Linked DNA regions of Sus scrofa: all the other regions are linked to region 1. A link is a contact called in public Hi-C and HiChIP or PLAC-seq data. All regions are on one chromosome and are shown on one strand. Each heading gives the region's core, a stretch centred on a gene start, on an enhancer-like site or on the middle of the called end of the contact. The rest is flanking DNA. Distances are from core to core; before and after follow the strand shown.

What was found. Hi-C and Micro-C count contacts between places; a contact is called where the count stands out from the background. HiChIP or PLAC-seq counts read pairs in DNA pulled down with a chosen protein or histone mark.
Region 2: a Hi-C map of skeletal muscle shows a contact between it and region 1, with 4 times the contacts expected there. The contact joins the promoter of GMIP here to the promoter of GATAD2A in region 1. A contact is called at or near these places in 3 of 47 Hi-C or Micro-C datasets (embryonic fibroblasts, retroperitoneal adipose tissue and skeletal muscle).
Region 3: a contact with region 1 is called in an H3K27ac HiChIP or PLAC-seq map of alveolar macrophages. The contact joins the promoter of TMEM161A here to the promoter of GATAD2A in region 1. A contact is called at or near these places in 1 of 5 promoter capture datasets (liver) and 1 of 2 datasets of contacts at active chromatin or transcription factors (alveolar macrophages).
Region 4: a Hi-C map of liver shows a contact between it and region 1, with 7 times the contacts expected there. The contact joins the promoter of NR2C2AP here to the promoter of GATAD2A in region 1. A contact is called at or near these places in 1 of 5 promoter capture datasets (liver) and 3 of 47 Hi-C or Micro-C datasets (heart right ventricle, liver and skeletal muscle).

Annotation. Positions count from the first base shown.
Region 1 is chr2:58,515,489-58,518,814 of Sscrofa11.1, reverse strand. It overlaps GATAD2A (transcriptional repressor p66-alpha), which reads left to right and starts at 1,507. Exons shown (of 13, transcript XM_021083423.1): 1 at 1,507-1,823.
Region 2 is chr2:58,285,333-58,288,658 of Sscrofa11.1, reverse strand. It overlaps GMIP (GEM-interacting protein), which reads right to left and starts at 1,782. Exons shown (of 21, transcript XM_005654928.3): 1 at 1,622-1,782; 2 at 607-691; 3 at 47-125. The coding sequence starts at 1,640. ATP13A1 (manganese-transporting ATPase 13A1) reads right to left here. Exons shown (of 26, transcript XM_013987501.2): 26 at 3,276-3,326.
Region 3 is chr2:58,726,973-58,730,298 of Sscrofa11.1, reverse strand. It overlaps TMEM161A (transmembrane protein 161A), which reads right to left and starts at 1,561. Exons shown (of 12, transcript XM_021083443.1): 1 at 1,450-1,561. The coding sequence starts at 1,452.
Region 4 is chr2:58,674,431-58,677,756 of Sscrofa11.1, reverse strand. NR2C2AP (nuclear receptor 2C2-associated protein) reads right to left here and starts at 1,770. Exons shown (of 6, transcript XM_021083440.1): 1 at 1,610-1,770; 2 at 1,356-1,510; 3 at 1,074-1,164; 4 at 780-885; 5 at 636-703; 6 at 1-404. The coding sequence starts at 1,393. The coding sequence ends at 285. RFXANK (regulatory factor X associated ankyrin containing protein) reads left to right here. Exons shown (of 9, transcript NM_001243347.1): 9 at 5-223. The coding sequence ends at 75.

The DNA.
Region 1 (3,326 bases), core at 258-2,757:
AACTGGGAGAAGACAGAAGTAGGCCATGGGTTCATGTGACATCAGAGTCTGGGTGACTGCTTCGTTTTGTCTGGGGATAGGTGGCAGGCAAGAATGCTTTTTGGAAGGGCCCCACCCAGGAGAGAAGGAAAGTGGGGCTGAAGAGCCTGACAGGGGACAGAATTAGGAAGAGCCACAGATTTGACCCTTGGGGAAGAGTGGACAGCTGCTTGGAAAAAATCCCCCCCCAAAAAAAGAGGGCTAAATGGGTAACTCTTCTAGGACAGAAGGGTCAAACGGTTGCACTTCTTAGGAAAAGAGAAACTCCTGCAACACTCAAATATTGCTTTGAAAAAGTGCAGGGACCGCAACCGCCTGGCAATTCTTGAGTAAAAAGGGTGAGGGACCACAAGTCTCCTGCAATTCCTCTCTGCAGAGAGAAAGTGTGCTTTAAGTCCCAAATTTCTCCTTGTCAGAGGAGGGACTTACAGGTTAGGAATTTCCCAAGGTATCTTCAGAAATGAAGGCCAGGGACATGCGGCCCCCACCGCCCCTCAGATCACAGAGGGAGAAGGCCCCCACTAGGGCTCACAAAAGAGGCAGGGTATGTTCCCCAAATACTCTCCAGCAAAGGCAGTGGGTCCTGAGGTCCCTCAAGTTCTCCTCAGTAAAGGACAGGGGCGCTAATCTCGAGAAGTTTTCTTAGAACAGAGAGCTGGGGTCCCGACTGTACAGAATCATTCTTATCCTGGCAACTCTCCTCAGAAAAATGGGCAGGGCAAGAATCGCTAAAACTCTTCTCAGAAGGGGCGAGGGCTAAGATTCTTGCAGGTTCCCCTCAGAACGCAGGCTAGGGGCAAGAATCCGTAACAGTCTCCTCAGAATAGGGTCGAGCCCGTGACTCTAACCTGAAAAGAACCCAGAGGCAATGAAACCCCTCGGGAACAAGGCAGGGCCACAGCTCGCCCAGTGTCCTCGGAGCGCGCCTCCTGCTGCCCCGCCCACCGTAACCGCCCCACGCCCGCCCGGCCCAGGCCGCCTCCGGTGCATTGTGGGTGGGGCGCCCCTGCTGAGCACTGCGGGGAACCCCCTGTCCAGTCAGTTGTTGGCCGCCAGGCATCCCCACGGAACCCCCCTCCAGTGTCCGAGCGAGCTGGCCACGGATTGACGCGTCCCCTAGACCCCGCCTCTTGCGGTGCTCCGACCCTGAAGCTAAAGCCCCGCCCCCGCAGCGCCCTGACTGGACCTGAGTCCGGATCCACTCTCCCATTGGTAGACCACATGTCGGTCATCTCATCCCGCCTCTCCAGGCCCGCCCAGGCCCCCGGCGCGATCCCGAGGGCCAGCCGGCCCGCGCGATCATTGGCCGCAAGGCGCTGTCCGTCATGAAGCTGGCCACGCCCTCTCTGGGGCGCGGATCCCGGGAACCCTAGCCGGACCTCATTGGCCTGAGGCGCCGCCACTCGGTGAGACGCGCCTCAACCCGGAAGTGTGCGAGACGAAATCTGCCTAGCAACCGGGGAAGCCGGGCGGCGAAGCGGGCAATTTCAGTGTGAGACTGAGCGGCGAGACGGAGCGGCGGCTCCGAGCGCGGCGCGGCGGCTCCTCCCGCCCGGGGTCAGCGCCCCGGCGCGCGCACGCGCACCCCCGCCGCCCGAACGCGCCCCGCGCCGCCCGCGCAGTCCGTCGGTCGACCGTCCGTCGTCTTGTCGCCGCCGCCGTCGCCGCCGCGGGCGCCACCTGAGGGAGCTGCCGCACGGGACCTGAGCCGACCGGACCCGACCCTGCCACCCGAGGCCCCCCGGGACCCCAGCAGTCGCCCGCAGAGGCGCCGAGCAACTTCGGTGAGTGAGGGGCCGGCGTCGCTGCTGGCGGGTCCCCGGCTTCCGGTGCCCGGGGCTTCTCTGGGGCTTCCGCTTCTTCGAGGGGGCCTCTTCCATTGCGTGGACCCCCTTGTCTGAGGGGACCCGCTTCTCTGAGGGACCCCGCCTCTTGAGAGGATCCTCCCTTCCCTGAGGATCCCCTGTCTCTTTGAGGGAACCTCCTGCTTCGCTGGGGAGCCCCTTCTCTGAGGACCGGAGCTGTCTGAGACTCCCCCTCCCAGCTTCTTAAAGGGGACCCCTGCTTGTCCGAGGGGTTGCTTTCTCCGAGTGACCTCCTGCCTTTCTGGGACCCCCTGTCATAGGCGATCCCCTGCTTCCCTGACGGACCCCTACCTCTCTCAGGAGACATCTTTGCTTCTAGGGGACCCTCCCCCTGAATTCTCTGGGGGATCCCCACCTCTCTGAGGAGATCCCTGCTTCTGTGAGATATTGTCCCACTGTTCTGTGTTTTTTTTTGCCCTTGATGTTTTGTGGTGTCTCTCACTTTTCATAGGTCCCCCTTGCCCCCTACCTTTCTGCGATGCTCTCCTGGCTTTTCTGTTCCCGCTTCTTTGGGTGACACCCTCCTTTTCTCAAGTGTCCCCCAACTAATCTGAAGTGTTCCTGCTTCTGTCAGAATCCTTCTTGGAGGTGTTCCCCACTTTTCTGAACTGTTCTCACTTTGGATGGGACCCCTTACTTTTTTTTTTGCTTTTTAGAGCCGCATCCGTGGCATATGGAGGTTCCCAGGCTAGGGGTCAAATCTGAGCTACAGCTCCAGGCCTACACTACAGCCACAGCAATGCCAGATCCTTAAGCAACTGAGTGAGGCCAGGGATCGAACCTTCAACCTCATGGTACCTTCAGATTCTTTTCCCCCGCACCACCACGGGAACTCTGGGACCCCTTAGTTTTTGATAAATACTTCCATTTTCCTGAAGCCCCCCCACCCAAGGCCCATACATCTGATTGGATCCTTATTTGTCTGAGGAAATGTTCCTCATTTTTCCAAAATCATTTCCTTTCTGGGGATCACTTTCTAATCTGTGGATGCCATGATGTTTGGAGGAGTCCCTGGCTTCTTCAGAGGTTCCCCACCTAATTCGAAATGTTCCATTCCTACAGCTCTTCACTTCTCTGAAATATGCCTCCACTTTTCCAAGATATCTCCTCTCTGATGGAAGACACAGTGGATTTCTTCACTTCTCTGAAGGGTCCCCCTGCATTCCCAGGCATTTCCCCTCCTACTTGCCTGAGGACATTCCCCCTTTCCTGAGGTTTCTCTCCCCATTCGCTAAGGGAGAAACTCTTCCCTCATTTCTCCTTGGAGTCCTAACTTCAGGGTTCCACAATTTCTGTACCCATTTCTCTCCGTTCTGGAAGGAGAGGATCAGAAATGCCCCCCCCCCCCAATCTTCTTTGTCTCTAGATTAGGGGTATTCTCTGAACTCTTACCTCCTCAGGGACCTGGAAGATTTTGTGGCT
Region 2 (3,326 bases), core at 533-3,032, 230 kb after region 1:
CTCCCAGAAGCCCCCTCCTCCCTGTCCCCTTGATCCCGCCCCTCACCAAGGTGGCTGTGGGGGTCTTGTCAGTTTCTGGGTCTCCTGCTGAAAGTACCGGGTCTGCAGCCAGCATCTCAAGGGTCCTGCGAGGTAAGCGTATCACGATGCCACCCTTCACCCAGTCTGTCCAACTTAGGGGTGCTGAGGACTCCAGGGCAGTTTGGGGATGGTCCAAGATATCACCTTTGTGACATCTATTGTACCTGGAAATCCTGAGGGACAGGGTTTTGGGCCAGGGGAAAGTAGGCAAGTTCTTTTATGGGACTTGAGATAGAATTTGAAGGGTCCCAGGTAACTTTGGGGTTCAGAGTGGGATTTTAAAGACCTCAAATGTTTTAAGGAATCACAAGCGTCACAAAAAGGATACATGGGGGCCCTAGGAACACTTTGGGGATTTCCAGTGGATTGGGGGGGGTTGAGTTTTGGGATACTCAGGTGTTTTGAGGGTCTTAGACATCTCAGCTTATTAGTTAAGTGGATCCAGAAGTTTCAGATTTCTAAAGGGGCTTCTAAATGGGTTTCCATTTCCATTAAGGATTTGGGGTGATCCAGCCTCAGACTCACACGTTCCCCAGTGAGATCTCAAGGTTGTCCAGGCTCCGGAAGATATCGCTGTACCTCTTCCTGTTCTCCGGAGCCGGGGGTAGCCCTTGGGGAGGAGAGTATCACACATGGGCCAACGGAAGCCTCCCTCCACCCACGGCACCTTGTCAGGTTGTTTGGAAGGTGGGTGGTGGGTGGTGGGGAGAGAGAGGGAGAGAGAGAGAGGGAGTTCTGGTTCCACGGAGAATGTAGAATGGGGTGGGTTTCTGAGCTGGCTTGGGTGAGACTTGACTTAGGGCAGGCAGATGGACTCAAGGCATAGCCCAACACAGAGACAGCTGCTCAGAGGCACTTAGACACCCACACATGCACAGGCCCCGAAGCAAAGCGACAAAACAGATGTCCCAGATACAGCCACACTCTCCCCGGGGAAAGAGCCGGCTTGACAATAGAACCACATGGTCCTCAGGCCAGACAGATGGAAATACACGTGGGACAGACCAGCATAGGGCCTGCAGCAGAAACAAACAGGCAGACTGAAACTGCAAGAGGCATAAAGACCAAATGACGCTCAATAAGCACAGCAGAGACACAAAGACAGGCGGAAACAGAATCGGACCTTGCCACATTTCTGCCGCAGGCGCCCCCTTCTAGGGGGCCTAGATCAGCGTTTCCCCCTCCCTGGGCAATGGAGGAGCTGGGTGGGGATCCTACCGTGTTGCCCTCTCCATCAGCGGTCGTGACACCCTGCCCCCATCACAAATATCAGAAGCAGAAGCGGCCACTTCCCCTTCCTGGGCCCCCTCCCCCAGGCATCCGGGGTGAAGCCTCCAAAGGTGGAGGGGGTCAGGGGTTGGTGTACTGGGCCCCTCTCAGCTTGGGGATCCCTACAGTGGAAGATCCTCGCGTCCTTCCCATTCAGGAACTCCTCCCGTCTCCCTGGACGGAGAGGGACAGGCGGGGCCCCTCATTGATTTAGGAAGTAGGCTATGGTTGAGGGAGGCCCTTCTCGGATCCTATATCCCAGACTGCCTACCCGGCTCTGTTGCGTCCATGGCCCGACCCGAGGATCGCTTGGCTGGGACGGGGACTGGGATGGGATCGCGCGCCGGCGCCGGCGGGGCCCAGCCCCGATTTCCTGCCGTGGTGCCGCCGCCAGGGTTCCGCGTCGCCCCGCCCCGCGGAGGTCCCGCCCCGACCACGCCTCTACTGGTTCGGCTCCGCTCCCTAGGCAAGGAAGAGCCTACCGCGCCCCCTGCCTGAGCGGCAGGGGATGCGACCGGGTGAAATGACTCTATCCGGGGCCATGAGGTTCCTCTCCTCAGATCTTTGCGAGGGAAACCCCAGCACATTCCCCTTGCTGTGAGCCCGTAGAGTCTGCCTGGCTGGAAGACCCTGTCCCGGAACCTTTCACTTTCTATGAACCAGTGATGCTCCTGCCCAGGGGTCTCTTGGACCTGTGAACACAGCAATGAGAGTCACCTGGTAGAGTCTTGCTGTCCTGCCGGATTATGGCTGAATTTGAGGTTCCCTAACATGCCAAGCTTGGAGACACTACTGCGGGACCCCCCGTAATGCTTAGTGCTTGATTAGGCTTTTGAGCACCCAGCTGCCACGAGCCCAGAGCACCCCAATCTCCCCTCAGGCATGGAGGGCACAGGGACCCTTGCCCTGAGCACCGCGCCCCCACCAAGTACCATCCCCTGCAAATTCTAAGTTCAGAATGCTCCCCTTCTGGTGGTATCAAACTGCCTCAGGTATTCTATGTGACCATGGCAAGTCCCTCATCTGAGTTGGGGTCTGGCACCCCTATCCCTTCTGACATCTTGGCCAGCCTTGAAGGCTGGTCCCTCCCCCTCTCCCAGTTTGGCTCCTAGGGCCTTCTCTGGGAAGTGGGCCACACTCCTCCTGATGTAGAGGCCAGTCAGAGGTAGGGTGCTGAGGATGACCAAGGGACAAGGGCAGGAAAGGGTGGAGGGAGAGCTCCTCAGTGAGCACTGGTGGAGAGGGGAGGTTGCAGAGAAGTCTGGGCCTGGGTTTGGCCTGAGATCATCACATGTAGCTTGTCGAAGTTCTAAAAATGCACCCACACTCCACACTCTGGATTTTCTGGCTGCAAATAAAAAATTTTGAAGTTTTTGGCTGTCTTGAAGGCAAGAAATCTCTGACTATGACTCTGCTTTCATGCTACCTACTCCACAATTCCTAAATTGCAGTGAATGAGGACCTTCTGAAAGGAAGGACAGTGTCAGTACTAGACCAGGCTGGTTGTGACATGACATGTCGTGGTAATGACACCTGTGTGGCATAGAACCCCAACGAATATGACCTGAGTCAGCATCTGTAATGATTTGGATTGAACTCCATATCCAAGACGTCATGAGATGAAGGCTTGCCGTCATTTTGCATATTATTGAAAAGAGAAAAACGTCACTGACCCTAAGACTCCTCCCCTCAGTACCTGAGGCATCAAAATGTGAAGCTGAGAGACCATAGAAACACAGGGGAGCTTGTGAAACCGGAAAATATGCAGAGCTCGCTGGGCTCTGAGCTTGGCCTAAGAGCTGGATGTGTTGCAGAGGGAGGTTTGAATCTCACACAGCCCATGGGGAGGGTGCCAGGATCTCCCTTGAGGACCACATAGCCCCCGATGACCTTTTCTGTGGTGCAGACAGAGGTGGAGACAGGGGTTCTTAAAATCATGGATGCTGCTTTATTTACCAAAGGTGCTGATCTGGGGC
Region 3 (3,326 bases), core at 312-2,811, 210 kb before region 1:
ATGACTGTGGGCTCCTCCAGGCAGCCCAGGTCCTTCCCAGTCTCATAGTAAATGTCCAACTCCGCTCCTCAGCCCTCAAGGCCCCGCGGACCCAGCTCAGGACCACCCTGCCTCATTGCCCTGCGCTCTCCCCCAACCCCCAGCAGCCCCCCTCAGAGGCCCTCCAGGGCCCCCAGTTCTCCATCACTGACCCCATTACTCTCCGACACCTTCCCAAGGAGGAGACCTATGGTTCAAACTGCGGTCCCAATACCTAGGAGAGGAAGGACGGTAGGAAGGAGAGGGAGAAAAAGGAGGGAGAAGTAGAGGCTTCAGAAGGATGGATGTTAGGATGAAGGAGTATGAGAAGGGAAGGGGGAAGGCAGGCATTCATTCCTCCACCTAGGCTCCAGAGGTCTATCCAGGGCCACCCCCATTAGCCTCCAGTCTTGGGTCCACGCTCTGCAGATCTCCAAAAATCTCTGGAACCTCCCATCAGCCCATGTCCCTTCCCTGTTTAAAGCCCCTTCAATGGACCTATGATCCCAGAATCTTGCCAAGTAACATCAATGTGACTTTCCTCCATTCCGTTTCTGAGAGCCCTTCCTCTCACCGTTCACAGCGTCCAGAACCCAGGCCTGGAACATCATCCATTTTCATCAACCAGTTCCATCAATGCTCTTACTTCAGACCCACCTAAAACGTCCCTTCTCTGGGACGCCCACCCCCAACCCAACCAAGATGAAGCTGCCTTCCCACCCCTCCAGCCTATCTTTCCCTCTGTCCAGTCCAAACTCGGGGTTGGGGCGGGGAGGTTGGGGGGGGGGGCGGTTCCTCCCTCTTCTGGCACCAGCCCAGCCCACAGGGGCCAGGCTAAGCTTGAAGAATAAACGCAATGGGTTGGACCCAGAACTGCGTGAGACCTGAGGGTTTCAAATGTGATGTCTCCAATTCTGGGATCCTCACCTACTCTGAAGCCAGAGCCCCTTGTCATGGCCCCCTCCTCTAAGGATTCTCCCTGGTCCTTCTGCACACCTCATACGAGTAGGTACCCCCGATGGACCCTGTCAGCGCGGCCCCCACAGCTCCCACAGGACAACATCCCCAGAGTGGGCCCAGCAGGACCCAAGATCTCCCTCGAGGGGCTCTGAATGTGTTCAGATCCCCAGTACCTTCCATGGACGAACCCTCAGCAGAACCAGTCTCCTAGAGGGCCCCCCCAGGGACTCGTCAGAAGCCCAGAATTGCTCAGAGCCTTCAAGTCTCCTTGCACAATCCCCGAACCCTTCATAGGTCCCGTAGCGAGATCCTGACTCCAAAGAGGGACACATGGCCCTCAGCGCGACCCAGAGTTCCTCAAAGCACTCAACCCCCACAAAAGGTTCCCCGTCTCCTCAATGTCTCCCGGGATCCCCTTGGCGGAATCCCAGGCCCTCAGGGCGCCCCCCATGCTAGGAGATGCCGGCTCACCATGTTGCCGGCGGGAGCGCGGTGCTGGGACCCACGGGCCTGAAGCTCCGAGCTCCTTGCGGAACTCGGCCATTCAGAACACTACTTTGGTATGACAAGCAGCCCATCCAACCAATCATCACGCTTGGAGCCGGGGCAAATCACTAGGGACAAGGAGTCGCTCGCGTTGCATGTCGGAAGTTGTAGTTCGAAGGCGCTCGGTGAGCTTAGGCAGAGGTTGAGTCCAGACTGTCTCTGCGACCCCTGTGTGGCCGCTGTCTCTAAAACTCAATTTCCTCACCTGCACGTATTTAGCAAGTCTGAGGCGAATACACTCATTTACCCACGTACTGCAGAACTCCCTTGATTAAGAACATCTGGTGGCAAAAAAAAAAAAAAAAAAAAGAGTTCCAGTTGTGGCTCTGTGGCTTAAGAACCCAGCATAGTGTCCCTGAGGATGGAGCTTTGATCCCTTGCCTCACTCAGTGGGTTTAGGATCCTTGCCCGTTGCCGCAAGCTACTGACAAGTCGCAGACGTGGCTAGGACTCCACCCTTGCTGTGGCACAGGCCCCCAACTGCAGCAGCTCTGAATAGACCCCCAACCTGGAAACTTCCATATGCCTCAGGCTCAGCTGTTAAAAAAGAAAAAAGAATTCGGTGGCTCCCACTGAATAGACTCCCAGTTGTTCAAACTGAATTCAGACCCCTCTGCCTGCCTGCAATCTACTGCCAACGCTATTACATGCAGATAATACAGCTAGCCACCATCTATGCTTTCTCACATCTCCAGTCCTCTGTAAATGCCATCTTCCATCTTGGAGTGGCTCCTTTCTCATTGTTTTTCACCTGGCAAAAGCCTTTTTCATTTCCATCAGCCAGAACTCTGGTTTCAAGGGGGAAGAAAAAATCCAACTTAAAAAGTCTCCAGCAAAAGGGAAAATTTTGGCTCATGTAACAGAAAACTGGAGTTTCCAGGTGGCTCAGAGGGTTAAAGATCTGGCATTGTCACTGCTGTGGCTCTGGTTACTGCTGTGGCTCAGGTTTGATCCCTGGCTCAGGAAACTATATGACTTGGGTGCAGCCAATTAACAAAAATTTATTTATTTATTTATTTATTTTTTGTCTTTTCTGGGGCTGCTCTCGTGGCATATGGAGGTTCCCAGGCTAGGGGTCTAATCGGAGCTGTAGACGCCTGCCTACACCAGAACCACAGCAATGCCAGATCTGAGCTGCGTCTACAAGCTATACCACAGCTCATGGCTACGCCGGATCCTTAACCCACTGATCAAGGCCAGGGATCAAACCCACAACCTCATGGTTCCTAGTCGGATTCATTAACCACTAAGCCATGATGGGAACTCCAAATCTGGACATATTGTATGCGTTTGACTAAATGTCTGAGAGTCTTTGTGTTCCCATTGTGGCACAGTGGTTAACGAATCCGACTAGGAACCATGAGGTTGCAGGTTCAATCCCTGGCCTTGCTCAGTGGGTTAAGGATCCGGCGTTGCCATGAGCTGTGGTGCAGGTCGCAGGTGCAGCTCAGATCCTGCGTTGCTGTGACTGTGGTGTAGGCCAGTGGCTACAGCTCCAATTAGACCCCTAGCCTGGGAACCTCTATCTACCGTGGGAAGTGGCACTGGAAAAAGGCAAAAAGACAAAAAAAAAAAAAATGTCTGAGAGTCTTTATGGGGCCTGTGAGTAGATCCTGTATTGTTGATTGCCTTGTCTCTGTGGGTGTTTTTGTCTTGTTTATTAGCACATGTGCGTGTCTGTTTGCAGGAGATTTGCTCTTTGTGACTTTGGTCCTCTGGACTCAGTGTGTTGGCCTGAGAGAGCATGGGTGACAGTGGTAGTGAGGGTCACTGGGATTTCCCAGGACCTACATGGGGATGGT
Region 4 (3,326 bases), core at 521-3,020, 160 kb before region 1:
CCAGTGCAACAGGTGATTGAGAACCACATCCTCAAACTCTTCCAGAGCAACCTGGTGCCCGCCGATGCCGAGTGAACATCATCTGCCAGGGACTCAGACACTCAGGGAACAAAATGATCAACCCAGAGCTGGGGGAACCCAGACCTGGCTTCAAAGGCAGCTCCTGGACAGACGGTGGGAGGGGGCCCTTTCCAAGAGGAGCCAATAAACCTTCTGTGCAGAACTTGAAAGACTAAGCTGTGCTTCTCTGAGGGCTTCCTGTAGGAGAGAGCCACCCAGCGGTCTCATACTTTCTTCTCCCCTAGTACCCGAAGGTGGTAGATGACCACTCGGCCAAAGAAATCAGTGGTGTCCTCAAATGTCACCTTCAGCCGGTCTACCTCAGCAGCTGGCACAGGGAATGTGTAAGCAGGGCAGTCAAGGGAAACAGGTGCCTTATTTCCCACCCACCAGCCCCAGGTTGGTATCACCAACATGCTAGGCAACCTGGCAGCTGTGGGCCCCTCTGAACTCTCGCACAGAACAGATTATTAGCGCATTTGACAGATGTAGAGACCATTTGCTTAAGGTCACACACCAGGACCCACAGCTTTCAGAGGCACAGACCACCCCACCCGGAGGCTAAGGCAGGATATCTGAAGCGAGTTGTTGTCCTCAGGGTAAAAGTCCACAATCTTAGCAAGAGCCTCACTCCCCTGGGAACCTGAAGAGGAGAAAGGGACAGATTGTGAGGCCATTGTGCCCCCTCCAATCCCCCACCTTCCAGGGCCTCCCATTACCTTCCAGACGACCCTGGCGACTGGAGAAGCCCCCCTGGAACTGGATCTGCAGTTGGGAGACACAGATGCGCTGGGGAAACTCCAGTATTATCCACTGGGAGGGGCCCTGGAAGCAGACAGGGAAACCAGTACACAGTCACTCCAGGTTCAGAGCCCTGCTATGCCCCTCTCTCATTCACACAGTCCGTGGAAGGTGGGAGGGCACAGTGAGCACATGTTTCCTCCTTGGCCAACCTGACTGCCCTGATTCTAGTTCACACTGGGGATGGAGGGTTCAGGGAGAGAGTGCCTCACCTGATCTGAGTTCCAGCACGTCTCCTCATCCTGGTCAAACAGGTGTTTCTTTCCAAACTGCCGGTAGTTACGATTCAACACAGAACTTACCCTGGAAACAACCAGCATCAAGGCGTGGAGAGGCGCTGAGCCCAGCGGCGAGGGCCTGCCCACTACCGGGCCCACCCCTCCTTCACCACTGGTTCCCCAATTTCTGTGGACCCCAGGTCCAGGGCCCCATTCGCCACTTCCCGCCGCCTCCCCTCCCCTACCCCCCCGCACCCGCCTGGTTCCCTCTCTCACTTGCTAACAGTCTCTGGGCAAACCAAAGAGTGGGTCATCTTGGCTCCACGAGGCCTCGGAGGACTCAGATCTCGGCTCAGCCCCGGTTCGAATCCAGGCACCAAAGCAGCTACAGGGGCGCGACCTCGTTCACATCTGAGGGTGCACGTCCTCACCTGTAACACCGCACAAGAACCGTCACTATCTCTCCACTCCAGTCCTAAATGTCGCCTGGATCACCTCCTTTCTGGAAAAACTGGGAAACTGACAATGACCTGGGGCCAGGCCTTTCACAGTGGGTCCAACGAAGGGAAACAGGTTTCCTGTGGGTTTCGGGGCGGTTGCTTCCTCTCCGAGCCTCAGTTTCTCTAACAGATCTATAAACCAAACCCAGATCCGGAACCACGTGAACACCGCGCAGACGCAGTGTGACTCAGGCACGCCCATCCCTAACTCCGGAGGCCGAGTTTAACTTGAGCCCCGCCCCCTCAGTGCCCGCCTCTTAAAGGGCTCTCGCCCAATAACTGCGTATCGCTCGGAGATGGAGGCAAGAGGATAGCATCTAAAGCAGTTGTGTGCCTACTGTGTGCGGAGCACTGTCCTTTGGTGCCCGCGGGTATGGAGCACTAGTTTTGGAGTCCGAGAGACTTCTTATAATGATGTCTTACTGCCGGCAGAATGAAGTCTGCTCAATTCATTCCCTAACTGCAACTGCAACTTGGGAACCCCTGCACCTCACTGCCTCCCAGAGGCCAGACGAACAGTTGAGGAAGAGGCCAAGATGTTGCGAGCACTGGCTTCCTTTGGTCTTCTCAGTAAAAGATGCCTGGGATGGGCTTCTTGGGGGAATATGAGGTGGATTTTGAAGGATGAAAAGGAGTTTGCCAAATTGGATTATACAAAACCTCAGATAATACAGCTAAATGTTTGGTTCACTGATTCACTAAACAACTCCCACCACTCCCTATTGTTCAGCCCTGTGCTGAGTGATGCCAAACTGTAAGAGGCCTCAGTTCCAGCTTCAAACCTGAGGATCTCCCAATCTGGGTAAGACAGAGCTAGACACATAAACTCCCACCCCATAAGACCAGGGCTAAGCCAAAGGGGGAGATAGGGCTGGGGAAGCAGGGGCTCTTCCTGGAGGGAGGGTTTCCTGGGAGAGGAGATATTGTACCTGCACTTTAATGGGTGGGCAGGAATTGACCAGGGTGAGAAAAATGGGGAAGTGAGTGGCAGGCAGAAAGAATAGCATAAGCAAAGGCCTGGTTGGATGAAAGACCACGAATTTGAATAAAATATGTGGAGCCAGATCCTGATGGGCCTAAAGCAGTCACAGAAGGTGTTTGAGAAAGGGTCGTACACCATCCAATCTGCATGAATGGAGGGTTCTGAGACAGAGCAACCACTGGATGCAGTTCCTGGCTTTAACTGAACGGTCTAAGATGCAGCCCCTTTCTTCAAGGGCTAGGGGAACGGTCCTCCTGGCAGCCTACTAGTGTCTGCCCAAGTCCACACCAGGAGTGGGGGCTGGCTGGGAAACTGGGACACCAGCGGAAGGGCTGCCCCATCAGCCCCTGCCTGCCAGGACTTCCTGCATTCAGTCATGGTCTGCTGCCAACCAGACCTGGCTCTGCTCATTTCAGGGCTGGGACTGGGAATGTCAAAAACACCTTCCTACCCCAGAGGAATTTAGTAAGAGCATGGAAACTGGAAGGCCCAGATGTGGTTCAAATACTGCTTGGGCCACTCACTCCATGGTTGTATGATCTTGGACAAATATGTCAACACCTCTGAGCCTCAGTTTTCTCATCTGTGAAAGGGAGGGAATTCTATTTCTAAGACTGCTGGAGAATTCAGTGAGTTCTTCAGGCTGACACATTACAATACTGGCTGACCGTTGTTGAGGGCTTAACCCTGTGTTTAACTCAAAGCCACATTTTGTCTATCCACTGGCTCATCGAACTTGCTGTGTTGGTCCCAGTCACTCCCATT